Regions from separate parts of the Mus musculus genome. Here all the other regions are linked to region 1. Evidence: chromatin contacts called from public Hi-C and promoter capture Hi-C data. All regions are on one chromosome and are shown on one strand. The core of a region is the stretch at or near the end of the contact, and the rest is flanking DNA. Distances in the headings are between cores, read along the strand shown.

Region 1 (3,794 bases), core at 418-2,917:
TCCTGCTGCAGCCCCTCCCCTGTCTGGTCTCTTGGGGGATTACAAAAATTACTACCATGTCATCAGTATCAACCCCAAACCTTTGTTCTTGTTAGTAAAGATTTGGAATGCTGTTCCAAGTTCAGTGTATACTTAAGATAGAGAAGTTCTTGACAGGTAGCTTAGCAGGGTGAGTCTACTGGGGTGTGAGGGTGGGGTTGACAGTGCCAGTTTGGGCACCCTTTGTACGAGTGTCAGTTCATAGCGCCATGTGATGTTGTGATGTGCATATTATTAGTTAAGATAGGTCTTACTGTCCTGACTTGTGACCTTGCTGTACTCCTGTACATCACTTAACTCCTGTGGTTGTTTACTAGCTTCGGTTGGTGTTCAGAAAGTGGTCAGAGCTGACTGCTAATTATTTGTAGTTTTTAATTGAATGGCCACCTAACAAGTGTTTTTAAAATTTCAGCCTTCATGAGACTTTTGAGGGAGCTTGTAGTGTCCTCAGCACAATTTAAAATAATTCTCCAGACTTAGATTGCCTAGAAGCTCCAAAGTGGGTGTCAAGTGGAGTTACGCTGTGTGTCTGTTAGGAATCAAACACAAGTGTAGATGTGGCAAGACACTTTATCTGCCAGGTTGGGAAATTTGGACCCTGTAGCCAAATGAAGGGGGGGATCATAACCTCCTTGTTAATTATTAAACAGCAGGCCTGTGGCTTCTTGGAAGTTCACATGATGCTTGGTGATACATATGCCTGATTGTGGTGTAGTGGGGCCTAGCTTCTGGATTTCTGAAATGGCTGATTCCAAATTGAATAATTTTCCCCAAGTGTGAATTGCTGCATGATCAGAATATTAATTCTCTAAATATATAAGTACAATAGTTTCTGAAACAACCTGTGTTGCACTTACAGAGCTGGTGGGTCATCATCACAAAAGGCGAACAAGCAGGCAAGGCACACAAAATATCAACCCAGAACTTTGTGGCCAAACATTTCCAGGGTTAATGGATTTTTGTAAAAAGCTTCTATCTATCTATCTATCTATCTATCTATCTATCTATCTATCTATCTATCTATCTTCTATCCATCCATCCATCCATCCATCCATCCATCCATCCATCCATCCATCCAGGTGCATTGGAGGTTGGAGGACAAATGGAAGGGATTGTATCTCCTATTGATATTCTAAATCCATGCTAGGATATTTTAGTCATGGCTAAGGTTTGGGATTTATGAGTTTGTTTTGGTTGTTTCTTTTGTCACTGTGACAAACCCTGACAGAAACAATTTAAGGGAGAAGAGGTTGCTGTGGATTACAGTTTCAGAGGGCTCAGTCCTTCATGCACAGGGGCTTCGTGGTGCAAGTGTGGTCAAGTTCCTCACATAGTGGCTAGACCAGGAAGAAAAGAGCTAGGTGGAGTCAGATGCAGCCTTCTAAGCCTTCCTCCTAGTGGGCTACATTCCCAGAGTTCTACAGTGTCCCCTAAACACAGACCAGCAGGGGACCAAGTCTTAAAAGCACGAACTTGGGAGGGACATTCCAGATTCAAACTAGAACAGAGTTCTCTTGCCAGAAGATAAAGTTAGTCTGCTGTGGTTAAAAAGGAGTCAGTCAGTTCCTGGCATTTCCCAAAACCCGTTGTGTTCAGCAAATTTCTGAAACTGTCAGTCATGGTTTGTGGTGTGAGTGAACAAAGCCAAAGTCATACATAGATAATCATGCCCAAGCTCTTTCCTGAGCCCAGAGTGAGTCTATCTGCAGAAGTGAACACACATATGCTTTTCTGTCTTCTGGGAAGTGAAGGGGTTATAGGTTCTGTTCATCTAATGTATCAATAGGTTAGGTGTCCTGTAGGTCTAGAGATGGGGAATCTTGGTGATTTGTCCTTGGCACACGGCCAAAGTGGTAGTATGTTATTGTGTGCTGGTGTGTTGATGTGTATGTGTGTGTGAGTGTGTGTGTATACATACTGGCTTCTGAGAAAGCCTCCCTCAATCTCTGGACAGCTTTGTCACCTTTTCTTTGACACAATGAGGCTGGAGCTCTGTAGTGCCAGGTGGAGGAAAATGTTACCAACCTGTTTCCATGATGTTTGTAGTGGAAAGATAAATAAATAGTTCACTGTTCTCTATTCAGAAACTGAGCAGATTCAAGTTGCCATAGTGACAGGTTTTGTACAAAAAAAAAATACCCATTTTTAAACCTCTTAAAGGGATGTTGGCAGTTGGATTGTTGGGATATGAAATGGCTGATCTGCCACCGTTTTACTGTGTTTGCTAAAAATAAGAGACAAATAAAGAATTAGAAGTTCAAGTTTTCCTCAGATGAAAAGGAAAATTTGAGCACTATGATTGCTTGGTGGTAGAAAGACAGAAGATCCCTCTCTGATGGGTATGTGTGCTGTTCAAGAAGACTTGGATTCTTTTGTGTGAGCCCTAGAGCCTTTGGAGTCTTATTTGGTCTTTTGAACATGCCTGTACACATGTGCCTACCCGCCTGCCTGAGGTAGACCACGACCTCTTGTCCAGCTCAGATGAGGAATCTCCAGCTGTGCCTTTTCATTGTGACTCATGTCTGCAGAGGATGAAAGAAGAGATTCCTGGCATGAATCATGGTGCTGTGCAGAGAGAGATGACTGGTGTTGGGAGAAAAACTTCTGAAAACCCAGAATTTTTAAAAAAGTCTATCAAGAAGAGCTAGACCAGAAGGAATTTTCAGTGTTGCCTTCACACCTGAGAAGTCAATCAGGACAAGAAGGGGAAAAGGCCAAAGGAAAAACCTTCTCCATGGGACTGGCTGCACCTCAGGAACGAGGCAGGGCCAGTTGGGCTTGGAAACCACTGGAAACTCTCACTCACTCCACACAACACCACACCACCCTCTTACCCCACCTTGGCCTCATTCTCCTGCAGTCGGAAGGTTTGACACACTCTCTGGGGAGAATGCTCTTGGCTGTTTGAGGGTGGGACCTCAAAGTGTGGGAGAGAGCTGCCTTCTTTAAGCTGATATTGCATAATGTCTCTAGGAGGTAGGGTGTAATGGTTAAGGGCAAGCTGTCAGCCAGGCCGACTTAGGTGCCTGGACCTCAGGAAAATAGGTTAGTCTGAAAGAGTTAGCTGATTGTAACAAATAAACACTCATGGTTTTTATTTTTACACACTAAGAGGTGTAGTGGTTGAATCTGTGAAATGTACTTTCCTATCCTCCCAGACCCCAATGTATAGACTTTAAGCCAGAGTTCAGCTGTTGCCAAATACTGAGACTTTAAGGGCCCAACATGGGGGCTGGTTAGTAACCTAAGCTTTGAGTAGTAGTTAAATCAGGGGCAGGTCCTTATAAAGGGTGTTGGGTCTTCATGAATATTGTCCTGTTAGAGGGACCTGAAGGGTCATATATTTAACTTCTGATCTTTGGAAAAAAAAATTCACTCCAACCAGGGTTTCTGCATACTCAAACATGTTAGCCAAACATTTCCAGGGTTAATGGATTGGTTGTTTTGTTTGTTTGTTTGTTTGAAGATTTTTTACATTTACTTTTTATGTGCTTTGATATTTTGACTGCATGTATGTCTGTGTGAGGATGCCAGATTTCCTAGAGCTGGGGTAATAGACAGTTGTAAGCTGCCATGTGGGTGTTGGGAATTGAACCTGGGTTATTTGGACGAGTGGCCGCTGAGGCATCTTTCCAGCCCAACAGCAAGCATTCTTGAGTGCTGAGTTGTTTCTCCAGTCTCTAGATTGGTTTAGTCCCATTTTCAAAAGAGAAACAGACACACAGACTACCAACCTAATCTTGGGACAAGGTCAT
Region 2 (3,794 bases), core at 651-3,150, 100 kb after region 1:
AGGAGTCTAGGGAAACAGTTGAACTTCAAGAAATATGGGTGAGTGCTAAAGAGATTACCCAGCATCAATTGCAAAGATTTCAATCAAAACCAAACGGGGTATATAGAAAGAGCCCCATTTTAAAAATAGGGTAATCTCTTTAACACTGCACCAGGCCAGTGCAAGAGAGCTAGGCACACCTGTAATCTCATAGGAGGCTGAGCTCATGGCCAGCCTGGACTACATAGGAGACTGATCAGAAAGAGAGTTAAAAAAGAGGTCATGAATGTGGGAGGGAGGGAGGGAGGGAGGAAGGGGGAAAAGGAAGGAGGGAAGGAGAGAGAAAGAGAGCAGTTAGCAAAGGGAAATACATGGAGGGCAGGAAAGTGAAGGGGGAAATATAAATTTTAATTTAAAAATTATTAATAAAAATTAGAGAGAGGGGACAGAGAGAACTGTGGCTTGGAACATAGCTCAGCACTGGACTATGTGGTAGGTCAGCACTACAAATAATTAAACGAGGAGCCCACTGGTTACCTGACTTGGAGTTCACACAGGTGTTTCCTTTGTGAGTTCTTGGTGCCGATCCTACTCTGTTCTCTAGTTCTCATACATTACCAGAAAACCCTAGTGTTAAAAATCCTTCAGGCCGGGCCGTGGTGGTGCACGCCTTTAATCCCAGCACTTGGGAGGCAGAGGCAGGTGGATTTCTGAGTTTGAGGCTAGCCTGGTCTACAAGGTGAGTTCCAGGATAGTCAAGGCTACACAGAGAAACCCTGTCTTGAAAAAAAACCCACCCCCCCCCAAAAAAATCCTTCAGACTCCAGCCCTAGGCCCCAGAGGTATTTGAGAAAATTATATCCATATTTCATTGTTTCTGTAGAGTCTGTTCTCACTGATTTTAATGCATTATTCACCAGATAGGATAGTTGAACATAGTCAACTTGTTCACGCATGAAAAGAACAATTAACCAACATGATGCATGTTATGTGTTAGACGTGTAGTAGAAATAAAAATGGAAATGGTACTTTGTTTACAATATATGTCGACCCTGAGGAGTCAGTACCTTGGCACTGGCACTCCGTGGGCTTGCCCCGTGATCGGGACATGGTACTTTTTTTAGTTTAGGTATTTTACTTTGTTATTCAGGATATTTGCTGTCTTAGGACCAAATTTAATCCTTTCTCCACAGTGCTTGCTCTCATCAACACCTTGTCTAGATGTTTGTAAATAGAGTTCCAAGCACTGGTGTATTTTGTAGACCAATTCTGTGATGCTTTGTTGCTCTGCGGCATGTGTTTTGATTGGTTTTCTTTTCACTTACATCTTTTTACAGTTTCACACCAGCGTCTTGCAAGCTTCAATCCCTTCACTATTGCCGCCATCTGTGGATGTAGACACTTGTGAAAAACCCAAGTTGCCTACCAAGCCCGAGACTTCATTTGAAGAGGGGTATGCCATTTATGGACTAGCATTGTGGTATAGATGCTCAGAGAAATAGAGCAACCACAGATAAGGGCACGTCACACTTACTTGCAGACACAGGTTTCACCGTCTGTTTTGCAATGATGAAACAACGGGGTGACAGTGGAGCCTGGAAGTGAGGGATGAGGTCAGAGCAGCCTTTAAGGGCTTGGGTATTACTTTCTAGGCCATAGATGCCTGTGAATAGTCAGCGAAGCAGGCTGAAGAGTGAAGTCAACAAACAGAAACACGGCTGTCTCTCCATAGGCAAATCGATACTTTGCCAGAAAATTCTCAAGTGAATTGCCTAACCTTGAAATAGACTTAAGAAAATATTTAAACTTAGATTCTTCTTTGCAATATTTTTTTTTAACATTTCCGTTCACTTAGAACATGTACAGACAGGCCCCAGCTAGGACAGCTTGCCTTGCGATTTTTTTTTTTTTTAACTCTACAATGTTGCCGTAGTTTCACTTCTGCACTGTTTTGACAGGTATGAGGTGGCCAGCACACCCTTTAACGTAGACTCTGTGGGAGAGATTTTTTTTTTTTTTGCCCAGCTGTAGGCTAGTGCGGTACTGTAAATATGAACAAGGAAGGGCAGACCAACTGTTTTTGGTTGATTAAGCAAAAGTCACTTTGATTTAACAGTGATTTGAGCTTCCTATGGGTTCTTTGGGACTTCACCATTGCAAAGCTAGGTGTGTCTGTGCGGTTTTCAATTCATGCCGTTAACAAATGCTTTTTTAAAAATATATTTTAGTGACGGAAGAGCAATCCTGGGCGCTGCCGCTGAAGTCTCCCTGAGTGATGGTGTTTCGTAAGTTGTATATCCTTGAGTATGAAGTGTGATCGAGGCTTCAGAAAACCGGGGATCTTTTGTGTTCATGTAACCATTACACAGTGACCAACTGGGTCATGAGAACTCAAGTGCGCAGGTCATGACAGGAGGGGCTGGAGGCTGATGTCACAGAAGCTCTCCACCCTGCTGTCTCAAGCCTGACGGTTGTAAATCTTTAGACACCGTCACCAGTTCTCATTGGGAGTTCAGCACTTTTAATTCATTTTGTGCTGATTTGTTATGTTTTATTCCAACAGGAAAGAATCCCAGAGAACTCGAAGCTGGCAGAGCTGCTTTCTGCACTTACATTTTAATAAACTGGCCTAATGTGAATGTTTACCCAAGTCAGAGTCTGGATTAGATTAGGAAAGCCCCAAACAACCAGGAAAGCCTATTTTCAGACAGAGTTCGCATGAGTTGTTTCTGTTTCTCTGTTATCTTTTATGGTTTTGGCAGTCAATATGACTGACAACTTACGTAAGGGGGAGAAATGCCTTTAAAGGTTTTGTTGCTCTAGCTCTTTTGGAGTAGATTCCTTCTATCGTCTCTTTCTCTGCTGTGCCTTCCTTTTTTATCCTGCATTGCTGGGGATCAGGCCTCTGGTAACTCACATGCCGAGCACACTGGCACTGAGGTACACCCCAGTGTCTCAGGTTGTGAAACTGGCCCCGTGTTTGTGCATTTAGTTTTTGAGTCGGGCCATCTCCAGCTGTGTATAACTGAACACTACTTATGAGAAAGAGAAAGTTTCTGTGATTTACAGGCTCCTCCTGTCTTCCTAGGGTAGCAAATGAGTTACCTTGGGCAATAACACGGATTCCTCTAGTGCCCTTTTTCACTTCCTCCCCTTCCTTCTCCTCTTCTCCCTCCTCCCCCTTCCTCTCTTGTTTGTCCCTCTCCCTCCTCCGTCTCCCTCCCCTCTTCTCTCTTTATTTTTGTCCTTTCCTTCTTTCTTTTTCACTTTTGGAGACAGGCTTTGTCCTGATAGCTCATGCTGATCTCAAACGCCCTTCTGCCTCTTATGTACTGAAATTTCAGGCATGCCCACAAAACCTGGCTTATTATGCTTTGATCAGAACTATTGACTGAATTGCTTTGCCAGACTCAAAACAGTTATTCCTCTTTGAAAGAAGAGAACATTTTCATTCTTAAGTAGAAGGGTTAGAGCTGAGCAGTGCACGGGCGTCTACGGAGCACCTAGTGTAAATGTGTAAGCGCCACTCGTCCATGGAAAACACTGACACTGCCAACACAGCCTTAAGTGTTTTTCCAGCTACTGTGACAAGTGTGGGACAGTTTGTGTTACTGGCACGGCAGCTAACCACCCTGCTTTTAAAGAACTAAATGCTGCAATTTACTTAAGCACTTAAGTGTTTGCCTGGATCCAGATTTTCTTTTATTACCAAGATTCAACCCCCAGACAATTTTTAGTTTCCTTCTAAGATGATCTGCTTAGATACAGGCACCAGAGTCAGCTTACTATTAGTTCTAATTATCATTATTTCTGTT
Region 3 (3,794 bases), core at 790-3,289, 87 kb before region 1:
GCTTTGAACTCACTCCCTGAAGGAAGTCTTAAGATAAATTGCAAGTGTTTTAAATTGTTGAGTGTGGTGATCCATGCCTGCAACTCCAACACTCTAAAGTTTGAGCCCCACCCCCACCCCCCAGACCTACACTCTCTCCTCGAAAACAAAACACTGCCAAGAAAAGACAAACTGAATATATCTGAATATGGTGAAACATTAGAAGGGACTGGAGAGCTAACAACGCTTACTGTTGTTCCTCAAGACCCGAGCTGGTTCTCAGAACCCACATCGGGCCAGGCGTAACCGCGACGCTTGAGCATGCGCACAAGCAGGCGCGCGCATGAGCATGTGCAAAGATGAATCTCTTTTTTAAGAGAAGAGAGAAAGGGACGGGGAGGATTGTTAGCACGTCTGTGATTATTCTGTTCTCATTCCTGCTGCTGTGAAAGCCTCTCAGGTTTACAGTCACCCCTACACTGGGCGACCACGCATGCATTCTGGCTCCAGACGATCTTTCTTCTTTAGAATGAAGAGCTGTACCGTCCCTGTCAAAGAAGAGCAGCCATGCTCGTCCTGCTCAAAGAAGAAAGGTGAGACTCCCGGGAGAGCCGGTGATTCGGAGCCTGGTGCAAAACGCAAGGTCCTAAGTAGTTTCTATCCAGGAAAAAGTAAGTTTCATAGTCACGGCAAGAAATAGGATTCAAAGCGTCTAAGTAAGATTGTTTTTAAACTGAAATTATTTACACTGGCTCACCACCAGGTGCACATCCTGTTGTGCTACTGAATCTGTAGCGAAGAGAACTTTAAGTTAGATTTGGGAGACGTGATGTAGGCCTTAAAGCGTAGTTAACACTCAAGTAACAGAGGCGGGAAAGATTTCTGTGAATTCAAGCCCAGCAGGGCTATGTAGCAATACCCTATCTCAAAGATAAAATAGTAAAATAAAAACTCAAACAACAACAAAGTTCAATCTCTTTTTAAAAAACTTTTTGCTTGTTTGTTTGTCTTTTTATTTTGTGTTTTGTTTTTGTTTTGAGATAGGGTCTCACTTTGTAGCTTTACCCAGGAACTCACTGTGTATACCAGGCTAGCCTCAAATGCACACAGATCCATCTACCTCTGCCTCCTGAGTGTTGGAGTTAAAGGTGCATGCTACTATGCCCAACCCTAAAATAATTTTTTATCTTGCTTTTTAAGTGTGTGTGTGTGTGTGTGTGTGTGTGTGTGTGTGTGTATGCGTGTGTATGCCCACACAAGTGAGTCCAGTGCCAATTGAGGCCATCAGATTCCCTGGAGCTGAAACTAAGGTCAGCTGTGGGCTGCCTGATGCACGTGCTGAGAACTGAACCGAGTTCCTCTGACAGAGCACAGGCACTCCTAACTACTGAACCACCACTCCAAACTCCTGCTTGCTTCTTTTTGAGACAGAGTCTTACTATGTAGTCCAGTAGGGCGGGGATGTAGTATGTATGGCCATATGTGTCTATTAATCATCATCATAACCAACAGTAAGAGATTTGCAAGTTTCTTCATTATAGTCAGACATAGTGTTATAGGCCTGCAATCACTTAGGAGGCTGAGGTAATAGTATCAGGGATTAGAGGATAGCCTGGTATACATAGGGAGCTGGTTAGAGGCTAGCCTGGGCTTCAGAATACATTTGTCTCGAAAAGAAAAAAAAGAAAAGGAAAAAGTGGAGAAAGAGGGAGAAGAAAGGAAAGAGGAAGGACAAGGGGAGGAGGAAGAGAGAGGAAGAGGAGGGAGGAAGAAGAGGGAGGAGAAATATCAGCATCTATAGTGACCTAAGTGTATTGCTATGATTTTTCATTAGACCATAGAAAATTCCACACCGTCCATTGCACTGGATACTTGAGAAGCTGGCCTCTGAATGTTGTTGGCATGGAGAAAGAGTCGGGTGGTGGGAAGGACAGCGGTCCTCTTACCTGCCTTGTGGCTATGGGACGGTTGCATCCATACATTGTCCCTCAAAAGAGTGGCAAGATCAACGTGAGACCGGCTGAGTTCATAACTCGCTTCGCAATGAACGGGAAATTCGTCTATGTTGACCAAAGGTAAACACTCCATGTTTGGCTACCCAGAGGCCACTGGGGCAGCTGAAGCACAGCGTCAAAGCTCCGCTGCAGTTTTCTCCTAACGAGGGCTTGAGAAGAGGAAGTATATTTTAAGTGAAATACGGAGATGGTGATGTTGGTGATTTTGGTAGAACTGGAGGGTAAACTTGGGAAAGTGTTTCCTAGCAGTGGTGTTGAGTCTGCCCTGCTCCATGGCCGCAGTGTTGGTGGTACTGGTGGTACCCTGTACAGGCATCAGCAGGACGTCATGGGGCCTCACCTGGGGTCCTGTTTGCAGTCTAGCTGTGGATGGGGAGGACCAAGGCTAGCTCTTTCTCCAGACGGCTTTCCTGCAACCCGACCTGTGCTGGACCTGCAGTGTTCTGGGAGGCATCACCGTCAGCAACTGCCATGATGTTTTTCTGTTTCAAAAACCAGGGCAACGGCAATTTTAGGATACCTGCCTCAGGAACTTTTGGGAACTTCATGTTATGAATATTTTCATCAGGATGACCACAGTAGTTTGACTGACAAGCACAAAGCAGGTAGGTAATCCATTGAATGAGGTGCTTTGCGGGTAATTTAAAAATGACGTCAGCCAGGTGTGATGGATCACACTAAAAAAAATCTCAGTATCTGGGAGGTGGCTTAGAGGATTGGGAGTTCCAGGCTAACTTGGGCTACATAGCAAACTCCTGTCTAAATAAAGAAAGAAATGATTATACCATCAACTCCGAATTCCTTATGAAATCCAAAATTAATTCTCAAGGCCCTGGTCTGGCTTTGGTGGTGTCTGGGTTTCGGCACAGCCCCCTGGCTGGCCCGGAACCCGCATACACCCTTTCCATCCTCTGGGGGTGGAGTTACAGGCATGAGCCACCACTCCCAGCGTGAAGGCTTTGGTTGTACAGGCTATTCCGCTGACTGCGGCTTTCCTGTGAAGTTCTGCAGAGTAAGGAGAAAATACTTACAGACTCATACAAATTCAGAGTGAAGGATGGTGCCTTCGTGACTCTGAAGAGTGAGTGGTTCAGCTTCACAAACCCTTGGACCAAAGAGCTGGAGTACATTGTGTCTGTCAACACATTGGTTTTGTGAGTAGTTTTCTGTGCTCTTAAGACCTTTGATCTAATTTCAAATGAGTATCACTGCTTCTCTCTCTCTCTCTCTCTCCCTCTCTCTCTCTCTCTCTCTCTCTCTCTCTCTCTCTCTCTCTCTCTCTAGACAGGGTTTCTCTGTATAGCCTTGGCTGTCCTGGAACTCATTCTGTAGACCAGGCTGGCCTCAAACTCAGAAATCCTCCTGTCTCTGCCTCCCAAGTGCTGGGATTAAAGGCGTGCACTACCACCGCCCAGCCCAAGGCAACTCTTATAAGGGCAATATTTAATTGTGTCTGGCTTACAGGTTCTGAGATTCAGTCCGTTATCATTGAGGCAGGAACACAGCAGCATCCAGGCAGGCATGGTGCAGGAGGAGCTGAGAGTTCTACATTTTCATCTGAAGGCTGCTAGCAGAATACTGGCTTCCAGGCAGCTATGAGTGAGGTCTTACAGCCCACACCCACAGTGACACACCTACTCCAACAAGGCCACACCTTCTCTAACAGGGCCACATCATCTAATATAGTGCCACTCCCTGGGTCAAGCATATTCAAACCATCACGAACACCTTTAACACTGCTTGGTTCTCTGTCTATATGACAGCTCAGTTTCTCAGGGGAGGGGTCACAGATGCCAGATC
Region 4 (3,794 bases), core at 724-3,223, 71 kb after region 1:
ATGCTCTCTAAAATTTCATGTTTTCTGGGAGGCATGGCCCCACCTGACTAGTCGTTCCACTAGTTCTGGTCACTTTTGAGCCTACCATGCTCCTTTTCCATCTGTCCCCCACAGCTGGCCTTTTCATTAAGCATCAAACCATTCATATTTACTGTCAATGACACTTTTTATTTTCATCTATGTAAGATTTAGAGAGATAGATCTACATTATTGGATTATTTGGTCTGTCTTTTCCCTGTTTTTTGTGATCATTGCTAGTGGCTAGGCTGATTTATCTTTTTCAGGTGTGGTGTTTTTCCTAACATAAATCCTATTGCTCTCTGACTTTCTTTGGAAACCAGGTTCTAAAGCCTTGGAGTATTCCAATGGGATTTTTGATTGCCAATCTCCCACCTCCCCATTTATGGGAAGCTTGCGCGCTCTGCACCTTGTGGAAGACCTGCGTGGATTGTTGGAGATGATGGAAACGGATGAGAAGGAAGGATTGAGATGCCAGATCCCAGATTCAACAGCAGAAGTGCTTATTGAGTGGCTTCAAAATCAAATGGTAGGCTTCTGTATGCTCCTTCTCTGTGCTGTCAATCTCCTGTGTGATCCTTCTCTGTGCTGTCAGTCTTCTGCATGTGCCTTCTCTGTGTGTGAATCTTTGCATGATCCTTCTCTGTGCTGTCAATCTTCTTCATGTTCTTTCTTTTTGTTGTCAATCTTCTGTTGTTTACTATAAAACTGAGAGCATAGATTAGCAGATCAGCAGAAGAGAAAAAAACTTACAAGGCAGAACATGAGACCCCAGTTCCTCTCTGCTGTAAAGAAAACTTAGAATTTTTCTTTATATGAATGGATATTTTGCCTACCCATATGTCTGTGTACCAAGCATATACAGTGAAGGTATCAGGTTTGTGTGTGTGTGTGTGTGTGTGTGTCTGTCTGTCTGTCTGCCTGCCTGTCTCACAACAGAGAATTGTGAGCCACCATGTCAGTGCTGGGAATTGAGCCATGCTCTGAAAGAACAGACAGTGTAGTCCCTAACCTCCCCATCTCTCCTAAGGATAGCTTTGGAAAGGCACTGTATTGTATCCGTGCCAATGAGTTGCTCAATTCTACCTCTATAAATGGACTGGCTTCTAGGTTGTATAAATGACCAGGTATGCTCCTGTGAGGAAGAGAGCCTTGTATGTAACAGTAACAGTGGGGTGGGGCCACCTCTGAAGGACTTAATAGGTATTCTAAACGGGAAGTATAGTGGGTGGATGCTTCAGAAAGCAGTAAAACTTTGTAGCTGTGATTGAGGAGAAGTGCCATCTAGTGGTGTGTGGCAGCCATGTCGCTTCCACTTCTGTTAGCTCTTACAGTTTCTAGACATCCTTCTCCACTGTAAATATCACATCTGGTATGTGTTGAACGCGAAGTCTAAAGAACATCACAAAAGCAGATGAGAAGATAGGAGGGTGACGTAACCATAAGATGCTTAGGACTTGGTTGTGTTTACATAAAACCTATTGCAGGATTAAGGTCTGTCTGGCAGACTGGAGGAATGATAGCTGGCTGCCTGCTCTGAGGGCCTGGATACCCACCCTGTGCCAAAGCATTTCCTGGGGTGTTGCACAAATTCTGGAGCCCCAGCCAGTCCAGATCTGAGCCTGGTGTTCCTGGTTCCATCCAGTTGGTACCAGTCAGCATCTTTCAGTGGCATTGCAGCTAACTGCAAGGGGTTAGGAGAGTTAGAGATGTTTCACTTTTAGAAACAGGTGATGCCTGCTCCTGAGACTTGACACTTGCCCTGGGAGGGTCCTCCAGGGATTTAAGAGTCCAGGTTTGCTAGTTTCTTTGGGAGTAACTTGGTGCTGTGAAACTCACTGTCCCCTGGCACATTCCTCAGCCTGTTCCTACTTCCTGTGTCTTTACTCTGACATTCAGCACACAGTGAGAAAGGAATTTATTACTTGGCTCAAGAGGACCTGTAGATAATTGACTTGTGCCTTTTGGTTGAGTGTTTGTTTCTGAGGGCTGAGGGGGAGAGGGGAGTCTGCAGTTGTATTGTTAAGACTTGAGTTCAGTCTTAACAAACAGCACTTGCTGAGGGCAGTGAAGGCACGCTGCTGTCATGGCCACTCTGCGCCGGCTGCCCCCACCTGAGAACTCTGCAGACTTGGTAATATGATGGTGGACACTGCTCTGAGGTTTTCCCAGAAGTTCAGGACACTTGCTTTAATGTCAGCTGGGGTGTCTCAGTGTGCTGCTGTGTGACACAGGTGACTAAGATCACTGAGAAGACATAGGCACCTTGTTTTCAAAGGTCTGAAAAGCATTCCTGAGAGCCGCATGAAAAGAGGGGCCTTGTGGAGAGCAGCAGAGAATCACTGCAGGAGGCTGGAGCACACTCTAGCTGAGCAGCTCTAAGTCTGATTCTGAGACAAGCCAGAGGCCCAGAGAGAGCACAGCCCACATGTTGGCCCTAAAGTATGCACACTCACATTTTTGCACTTCAGAAACACGTGCACTTGGGATTGGAATGTTTTCCATGTAAGCAATAAAGACTGGCTGGTGTGATGATTATTTAGCAGGTCAGAAGTTGGCTACTAATGCCTCGTTTCTACACTCTGCCTCACAGCTTAGAAGCCTTGATTTGCAGACATTGAACTTAGCATCACTCATTTCATTGAAGATGGCATTTTTGTAACCTCTACTGATTGTGAGATGACCCTCCTGTCAGTCTGTCTCTTGACCTCTGCTGCTGCAGCTCCAGGGCCCGATCCTCAGGTTCTTGGATTAGAAAAAGCATTGTGAGAATATTCCAGGGCAACTTAGATATGGTGGTTTGAATATGCTTGCCCCAGGGAGTGGCAGTATTAGGAGGTGTAGCCTTGTTGGAGGAAGGGTGTCACTGTGAGGGTGGGATTTGAGACCCTCCTCCTAGCCACGTGGGAGCCAGTCTTCTGATCTTCACCTTTTGGATGAAGATGTTGAACTCTTAGCTCCTCCAGTGCCACGCCTGTCTGGACACTGCTATGGATCTGCCTTGATGCTAATGGACTGAACCTCACAACCTGTAGTAAGCCAGCCCCAATTAAATGTTGTCCTGTATAAGAGTTCTTGATCATGGTGTCTCTTCATAGCAATGGAAGCCCTAAGATATTAGACATAAACAGAAGCTATGTGTTTGGCTCAGACATATTTTTTTTTTTTTTGCCAACTTAAAGCTATGCTTGATAGACACACAGTCCTCCATTAGTGATTCCTGTGTAACATACTCTACCTTGTCAATATTACAGTGGAATTCTCTTCTGCCTCCATAACTGAGCAGGTGACATACTGGGTAGATTTTCCCCAATCACAGGAGGCTACCTGCTGAATCATAAATGTCTTCATTTTTTAGAAGCATACATTTATAGAAATTCTGTTAAGACAAATCCATGCTTACACAGTGTCCCTTCACTGGGATATGTTATTAGCCATGTTTTCTTTTTTCCAGCTACCTTTGTTTGTTTCTTTGCTACCTGGTCTCTCTGGGTATCCTAGGCAGGCCTCAAATTCTTATTCCACCTCCTGAGAACTGGCATTACAGGCAGCTGTCCAGCTGCCAATTACATGGAATAATTAAGGAGGTGCTGCAATTAGTAAAGAAGTAACCTGCATCCTTTGGGAAACCAGGGGTGCTCCCAGATCTGGCAAGAATGATAATTAGCAGTACAAATGCCCACTGCACTAATTAGCATCTCTTAAAGGACACAGACTCTCAAGCTGGCCACCATTGAATGAAGACTTTAATTGCTTAATTGGAATCATTAGCAAGT

What was found. A called contact is a pair of places that touch in the nucleus more often than the background predicts. Capture Hi-C pulls out chosen DNA fragments and counts their contacts.
Region 2: a contact with region 1 is called in a promoter capture Hi-C map of pancreatic islet. The contact joins two enhancer-like sites. A contact is called at or near these places in 1 of 39 promoter capture datasets (the 3T3-L1 cell line), 1 of 115 datasets of contacts at active chromatin or transcription factors (heart atrium) and 2 of 9 other capture datasets (adipose tissue and pancreatic islet).
Region 3: a contact with region 1 is called in a promoter capture Hi-C map of pancreatic islet. The contact joins two enhancer-like sites. A contact is called at or near these places in 7 of 484 Hi-C or Micro-C datasets (Th1 cells, cerebral cortex, embryonic stem cells and 4 more) and 2 of 9 other capture datasets (adipose tissue and pancreatic islet).
Region 4: a contact with region 1 is called in a Hi-C map of embryonic fibroblasts, with 5 times the contacts expected there. The contact joins two enhancer-like sites. A contact is called at or near these places in 1 of 39 promoter capture datasets (hippocampal neurons), 22 of 484 Hi-C or Micro-C datasets (the AML12 cell line, DN3 thymocytes, the HL-1 cell line and 15 more), 8 of 115 datasets of contacts at active chromatin or transcription factors (bone marrow-derived macrophages, embryonic stem cells, fibro-adipogenic progenitors and 5 more) and 1 of 9 other capture datasets (embryonic stem cells).

The regions. Positions count from the first base shown.
Region 1 is chr6:146,907,349-146,911,142 of GRCm38.p6, forward strand. All of the region lies in intron 1 of Ppfibp1 (PTPRF interacting protein, binding protein 1 (liprin beta 1)), which reads left to right. Among named protein-coding and RNA genes, the nearest start is that of Ppfibp1, 21 kb to the left of the region's middle. Within about 2 kb of position 1,668, at least 91 of the 459 cell types and tissues checked have an H3K27ac peak or open chromatin away from gene starts, as enhancers often do. A contact at or near this core is called in the AML12 cell line, embryonic fibroblasts, heart atrium and 2 more, where this site is marked.
Region 2 is chr6:147,008,656-147,012,449 of GRCm38.p6, forward strand. It overlaps Ppfibp1 (PTPRF interacting protein, binding protein 1 (liprin beta 1)), which reads left to right. Exons shown (of 31, transcript NM_001355728.1): 15 at 1,317-1,432; 16 at 2,208-2,264. Among named protein-coding and RNA genes, the nearest start is that of Rep15, 22 kb to the right of the region's middle. Within about 2 kb of position 1,901, at least 44 of the 459 cell types and tissues checked have an H3K27ac peak or open chromatin away from gene starts, as enhancers often do. A contact at or near this core is called in pancreatic islet, where this site is marked.
Region 3 is chr6:146,820,097-146,823,890 of GRCm38.p6, forward strand. It overlaps Arntl2 (aryl hydrocarbon receptor nuclear translocator-like 2), which reads left to right. Exons shown (of 15, transcript NM_172309.2): 7 at 432-572; 8 at 1,814-2,054; 9 at 2,493-2,599; 10 at 2,998-3,148. Among named protein-coding and RNA genes, the nearest start is that of Arntl2, 16 kb to the left of the region's middle. Within about 2 kb of position 2,040, at least 8 of the 459 cell types and tissues checked have an H3K27ac peak or open chromatin away from gene starts, as enhancers often do. A contact at or near this core is called in pancreatic islet, where this site is marked.
Region 4 is chr6:146,977,703-146,981,496 of GRCm38.p6, forward strand. Ppfibp1 (PTPRF interacting protein, binding protein 1 (liprin beta 1)) reads left to right here. Exons shown (of 31, transcript NM_001355728.1): 4 at 342-547. Among named protein-coding and RNA genes, the nearest start is that of 1700034J05Rik, 25 kb to the left of the region's middle. Within about 2 kb of position 1,974, at least 63 of the 459 cell types and tissues checked have an H3K27ac peak or open chromatin away from gene starts, as enhancers often do. A contact at or near this core is called in the AML12 cell line, embryonic fibroblasts, heart atrium and 1 more, where this site is marked.